Linked DNA regions of Zea mays: region 2 is linked to region 1. A link is a contact called in public Hi-C data. All regions are on one chromosome and are shown on one strand. Each heading gives the region's core, a stretch centred on a gene start, on an enhancer-like site or on the middle of the called end of the contact. The rest is flanking DNA. Distances are from core to core; before and after follow the strand shown. Region 1 holds the start of LOC100272439 (carbonic anhydrase). Region 2 holds the start of LOC103647502 (cyclin-D4-1).

Region 1 (3,027 bases), core at 279-2,778:
TTTTGTGTTTGAACCTCTATATATTTGTGTTATTATATTACTGTTTGTTCCCTTATAAATTTATAACTAATACAGTGTTTGTGTAATTACTTTGTAACATGTGTATTTAATGTTATATTAGCTTCTTTTGGAAAAAAAAAAGTTCCATTAGTTCGGTCATAACGGGAACGAAACTAAAATAGTTAAGGTAGTGTTTGGATGGAGGGACGAGGAAGGATGAAGAGGGATGGGATGAGATCATTCTAACTTGACCCGCGTTTGGTTTGGAGGTCCAGAGTCAGGGTCAAGGAATATTCTTCAAAAATGGTGGATGAGGTCATCCCTCAAAAAATAAGGGACGGGATCAGCCCAAGGTTGATCCCGTCCCATCCCTCGTTGACACCAAACCAAACACTACCTAAATGTTCAGTTATCTTACTATATTTTATATTTTAAGAGCCAAATTTCTTTAATCAAATTAAAGCGCGCATGCGGACACGAGGGTGCCGCGACGCGACGCGGACGTCTTTCTGCTCAATTTTGTGGCCCTGTTTCCGGTGCTCACTTCCGTGCCGGTGACGGGTTCGAAGTGTCGTGCGCAGTCGGCGAAGAGGATAGGCCTGCCACTCATTGTCCGTGTCATATCTGGAGGTGGAGCAGTTGTCTTCTCTCTCTCTCTTCTATAGAGCCAATCGCAAAGCGCGGTGCTGTCATGGAGGTTGGGAGAGGAGCACGTGGCCGTCCAGAATCCAGTGATCCACCACAACCGCCCGTCCATTCTCCAGGCCATGCCGCGCACGGCACTGCTCCGCCTCGCCGCTGCTTCGACGACGCGCGCGTCCTCGGCTTCCGCGGCGGCGCGGCGACTGTGCCCGTCCTCAGAGTCAGACGACGGCGGCGAGCGGCACGCGGCCGCCCGGAAGGATGAGCTCCTCCCGCCGCCCCGCACGCCGCGCCCCGACGAGCGGCGGCTGTCTCGGCGTGGAGAGCATCGGTGAGCATGGAGCCATGGATAGATATAGTAGTAAAAGCGTGCATTCGAGCACTTCTCTGCTCGCGCGAATACCTCGTGTGTGTGTGTTTCTTGTTTTTCCTGTCCCCGCTGCGGTCATCTTCGTTTCCGTCGATCACGCTCATTATTCAATGGCGGGTCTGCATTCTTTTTCTATTTTTTTCCTCAAAAACTACCAGCAGGACGTCTGGAGTATTCTTCTTCTAATCATGATACGTCGTCGTGCGTCGTAAAACGACACATGCGTATGGATTGGACACAGGCAACTCCAATCACTCTACCGTATCCGTATGGACGTTTGTAGACCATTCATTGATCATTGCGGGCCTAATAAATACGGTCCTGCCTGCCAGGTGTCCCACCCACTGCAACCGCTCCAACAAGTAGGGAATTGAACGGTGAGGGTCGCTCCACCGCACATCCAATCCGACGGCACGACTCTCGCGCGGGTCGGTCGCCCCGGCCCACACCCACACTGGAGCGTCAATGAAATTTCAGCCCCAAACAGTCCAATCACGGTAACTAATCACTTTGCACGAAAACAGATTAAAACAATAAAACCACCGCCACCGCCACCTCGACCTCGACTCCTCCGCCCCATCGCCGTCGTCCCCGTCTCCTCCGCCTTGCTGTCTGTCCGCTGCTCACCTCCCCTAAAAGGAGGCACCCCCGGCCATTGCCGCACCAAGCTCCCCTTCCTCGAATGCCCCAGGCCCGGACACCACGACGCCCTGCCCCGTGCTCACATGGCTAGCGGCGTCCTCCACCGCTCCGCCTCCCGATGTCTCCGCCCTGCCGCCGCGCCAACCCCCGACTCCGGCAGGGGCCACGGCGCGGTTATGGTGAGCTTCTATCCGCGCTCGCTTTCGCCGTCTCTTGGGGTTTCCGACTCGCTGGGACTCCCTCTTTGCTTATCTCTGGGTTTTCTCGGGTGCCGCAGATCGGTGATTCGGGGACGCGCGGTGTTGCTCTGCGGCTGGGAGGATCTAGCCGGTGAGTCGAGTCGATCTCCTCTGTAATTTCTGCAGCTTCTAAGTTTGGATCAGCGATCAGGTCGCGCAACTGTCTGTCTTCACGATTCCCTTGCTTCCATCGTGTCCGGCGCAACCTCCCCTGGTTCCTTGAGTATCTAAACTACTTATCTAGCTTCTCCGTGCAATAACTCCAATTGCCTCCTCGGTGGCTTACTATGTACCTTAGCTTGGTGAATTCTGCAGCGCAAGAAATGAGATCCAAATTGAGATTTGAGAATTTGTATTTCTGGGGGCCGTTTAGCTTAGTCAACTACTTGGTTCAACAGTTTAGATCAACGTTCCACTTTCTTGCGATTTGAATTTGCAGTAGCCTGTAGTACACTGTTGTCGGATGGAAACACTAATGGTAGATGGATATATTTGTTTTCCTCTGTGTGGATTGACATATTGTAAGTGCTTTAATGTACTCACGAACGGTTCCAATTTAAGCCTATCCTAAAACATCGCTTTCAGATAACTCTATATTTATTATTATCAGCTAATTAGTGGTTTTCAGATAAGTTTTTTTTTTTGGGGGGGGGGGGGGGGGGGTCGCATCCAATTTACACCAATTATCTGTAGACCTATATAGTGTTGTGATCTCCGGACATTACATAAACTCACATGAATTTTGCCAGCCAGGATTTTGCATTTTCTTGTACCACAAAAACATCGTTGTGATCCTTCAGAGATCACCCTGGCCTCCAATCCACCCAGTTCTTAATATGTTTGGGCAGAAAATTATTTAATAAGATCGTCTTCTGCAGGAGAGAGTTATTATCTGTCACAATGGCCTCCAGAGACCACACTGGCTTGACCCGACAACTTTTGGATTTTCAACATGATACAATAGATGAGGTAGGTGCAGAACACGGTCCATTCATGGATTTGAAAGCGAGATTCATGGACTTCAAACAGAGAAACTATGTGTAAGTGGATCATGAAGTACAACACATATCATTCACCTTAACGTTTCACAGTTTTTTTGACATTGCTGTATCTGGAACTATGGACAGGGAGAAT
Region 2 (3,027 bases), core at 267-2,766, 330 kb before region 1:
ACGCTTAACGTATTGCATCGCATCGCATTGAATCTGACGACAAGACTCGCGAGAAGTGGCCGGGGACAGGCACACGCCGTACCTCGTGCACGCGGTGGGTGCAAGCCTTGTCGATATCCACGGCGTGCTCCTCGCCGGCCACGGCGGCGGCGACAGCCGCGGCGACCTCCGAGGGCCTGAAACCCAGGCAGCACGTTCCTGCCATGCGTCCGTCCGTAACAGCGACGTCGGGTCAATCGATCGAAATGCGCCAATGGTTGTCTATGAGAGAGAGAGAGAGCTGCACCGGGTGAGGATTTTCACCTCTCGCGACGCGCAGGATGAGCTCCGCGGATCGGAGGACGGCGCGTCTGCTCGGCGCACCGCCGTCTTTGAGCCGGTGGAGGAAGTAGTCGATGTACGAGAAGGGGGTGACCGCTCGCATCCTCCATCTGAGCGTGCTGAGGACCAGCAGCTCCATCCTCTGCACCGTCTTCGCCTCGAACACGTACCGCGCGTCCCCGACCTGCTGGCCGACAGGACCCAACAACAGCAGCGATCAGGAACAAGGTCTCAGGGGCGGCCCACTGGAACGTGTGGTGTGTGCGTCCCCTACGCATTGCTCTCTCACCTGCAGGTCCAGAGACGGAGGAACGTAGGTCTCCTCCATCTTGGCAGCCAGGGACAAGCACGCCACGGACAGCAGCTGCGTCGTCCAAGACTTGCCTTCCTGAAACGGTGATCGAGACAGGCGTCATTACCGGCACTAAGAACACTGGAACATACGCTCTGATTTCTGAACGCCATTTTTGTTCCAAGCACCAAGAAGTAAACAGTGCCACTCCACCATCACTTCGTAGGCTTTGACGATTCTTACCGGAAGCTGGTAGAGCGAGAGGAAGCGGTCCAGGTAGTTGACGGCCAAGCAGGCGGTGAGAGGGCCGAAACCGTAGTACGCGTGAACCTGTCGAGAGGCGAAACTGTCAGATTCATAGCCCGGAATCCGGATGGACGGGCACAAGGACTCGAGAGATCAGCGAAGACTGCATTGACCGAGGAGAGCAGCACCTCACCTTCCAAATCCAGTCGATGGCGTCCGTCCGGACGCGGAGATCCGTGCCCCCGCCGCGCAGCCTCTCGGCGTAGTCCTCCCGCGGCATGTGCGCCGCCTCCGCCTCCACGAAACCGGCGACGCATTCCTCGGACGGCACGGGGAAGACCACGCTGGGCTCCCCGCGCGTCCTGCTCCGCGCCAGCAGCACCTCCTCCTCCTCCTCCTGGCCCCCCGCTTCGAGGTCCAGGATGCTGCTGCTGTCCTCGCCGCACAGCAGGGTGGAAGCCGCCATCTCGTAGCTGCTCGGCGCCATTCCCCTCTGCAGGATTTTGGTAATCTGGTGCCCGAACGGTAATGGTACAGATACTGATTGGCTGTCTGGCTCTGATAGGACTCCTCCTCTTCTCCTTCCTGCTCGTGTTCTTGATGCGACCGAGGAAGGCGAGGAGTGGAGGAGGAGCGAGTGACGGAGTGAGCGATGTGCTGCGTGCTGTGTGCCGTGACGTGAGGCCCCTTTTGTATGAACCGGCGTGCAGAGTAGGCGGGGGCATTTTCGGCAAGCATTGACGAGGACGCGATTAGTACGCGAAAGCTTGGACAAGGGCAGCGGGAAGGAAGGATGAGGCTGTGATTAGAGAAATGGATGCTCGCTTTCCTTCTGTTATTTTTCTTTTCTTTTCTAGTCTGTACTTTGAGACGCTCTACTTTTTAGAGCTTTTACGGCATGGACTTTCAGCGTTCTTTGTGCCATTTCGGCTTTTTGACCCAGCCACTCAGGTAATAATAAGTGGTTACCTTATTACCAACGTTGAAGTTTGAAAAGGAATAATGTACACATATATATATAGTCATATTCACTCAGTACTACTGCTACCAGTACTGAATTCACACCTGTGGACGATTTCCGGCCAAAAAAGGAACAAATTTATACTGCGTGGCTAAACTGTGGATGAGTGTTTTAAATTCAATATTATTTTATGTATTTGAAATAGAGGATACAAAATGGTTATTTCTGCTGACGGTGACGGCTGATGTGATTGTTGGTTAGCGATAAGTTATAACCGTAGTGTAAACGACCATTGACGTGACAATGACATAGACCTAACGATAACAAATTGAGTGGGCAATACCACTGAACCGGCCTTACCAACTGCCACATCAACTATCAATCACATTATCGACCATTGTCGGTCCTTATCTACCATAGCGCTATAGTGTATAGTCTTTGCCATCAGCTTAGAATCACCTCAACGCTACATTAGTTTTTTTTTATGTACTTCTATTTAAAATTCATGATGTTTTATTAAAGTAAAAAAATCATCAGAGTACATAATTAAGAAAAAACATAATTCATGAAAATACAAACTTAAGAAATATAAATTACATCATTTATAAAAAAAATAGATACACTACTCTTCTCATTGTTTTTCTCTTCCACTTCTTTCGCATCTTCTTCCTCGTCTATTTTAATTGCTTGGTCACTTTTTAAGATCAACTTGTGGGCCCTTTTCATGTCATCGTTCATATCAGTGGCAGAGCGACCCAACAACTTTTGCTCAGACAATTTTGATCGGGACATTCTCTAGTTAGCATTGTAGAGCTTGTTCAACATACTCTTTTCCATGACAGAGGATCATTGTTACGCGTTGCTGGCCTATTCCCTTTGTGTTGAGGTCTTCTCGACTGCAGCCAATAAGAGACGGTGGGGCTGACACTAAGTGGTGATGTGAGTGATAATTGTTGTCTAAGTTGAGACATAATCATTTGTTTTGAGTCATCATCATTATACCGCGTGCACCACCTGGGCTAATGGTGAAGAGAGCACACATATGTTCCAACTTGAAGTCGATTTTTGTCAGGTTTCTTGCTGAAGCTCTCCTTGACAACTTTGAGGAGCATAGCATGGTCTTTTCTACTCGATCAAGCCACATACAAGCGGTTGTAAATGATCGTCGATCATTGATCATTTAGTTGCATGGGGGTACAGTGACGAG

The links. A called contact is a pair of places that touch in the nucleus more often than the background predicts.
Region 2: a contact with region 1 is called in a Hi-C map of endosperm, with 2.4 times the contacts expected there. The contact joins the promoter of LOC103647502 here to the promoter of LOC100272439 in region 1. A contact is called at or near these places in 2 of 25 Hi-C or Micro-C datasets (ear and endosperm).

What each region holds. Positions count from the first base shown.
Region 1 is chr2:192,297,796-192,300,822 of Zm-B73-REFERENCE-NAM-5.0, reverse strand. LOC100272439 (carbonic anhydrase) reads left to right here and starts at 1,528. Exons shown (of 9, transcript NM_001359716.1): 1 at 1,528-1,833; 2 at 1,932-1,984; 3 at 2,772-2,933; 4 at 3,021-3,027. The coding sequence starts at 1,738.
Region 2 is chr2:192,623,442-192,626,468 of Zm-B73-REFERENCE-NAM-5.0, reverse strand. It overlaps LOC103647502 (cyclin-D4-1), which reads right to left and starts at 1,516. Exons shown (of 6, transcript XM_008672035.2): 1 at 1,053-1,516; 2 at 857-943; 3 at 611-709; 4 at 304-505; 5 at 83-198. The coding sequence starts at 1,346.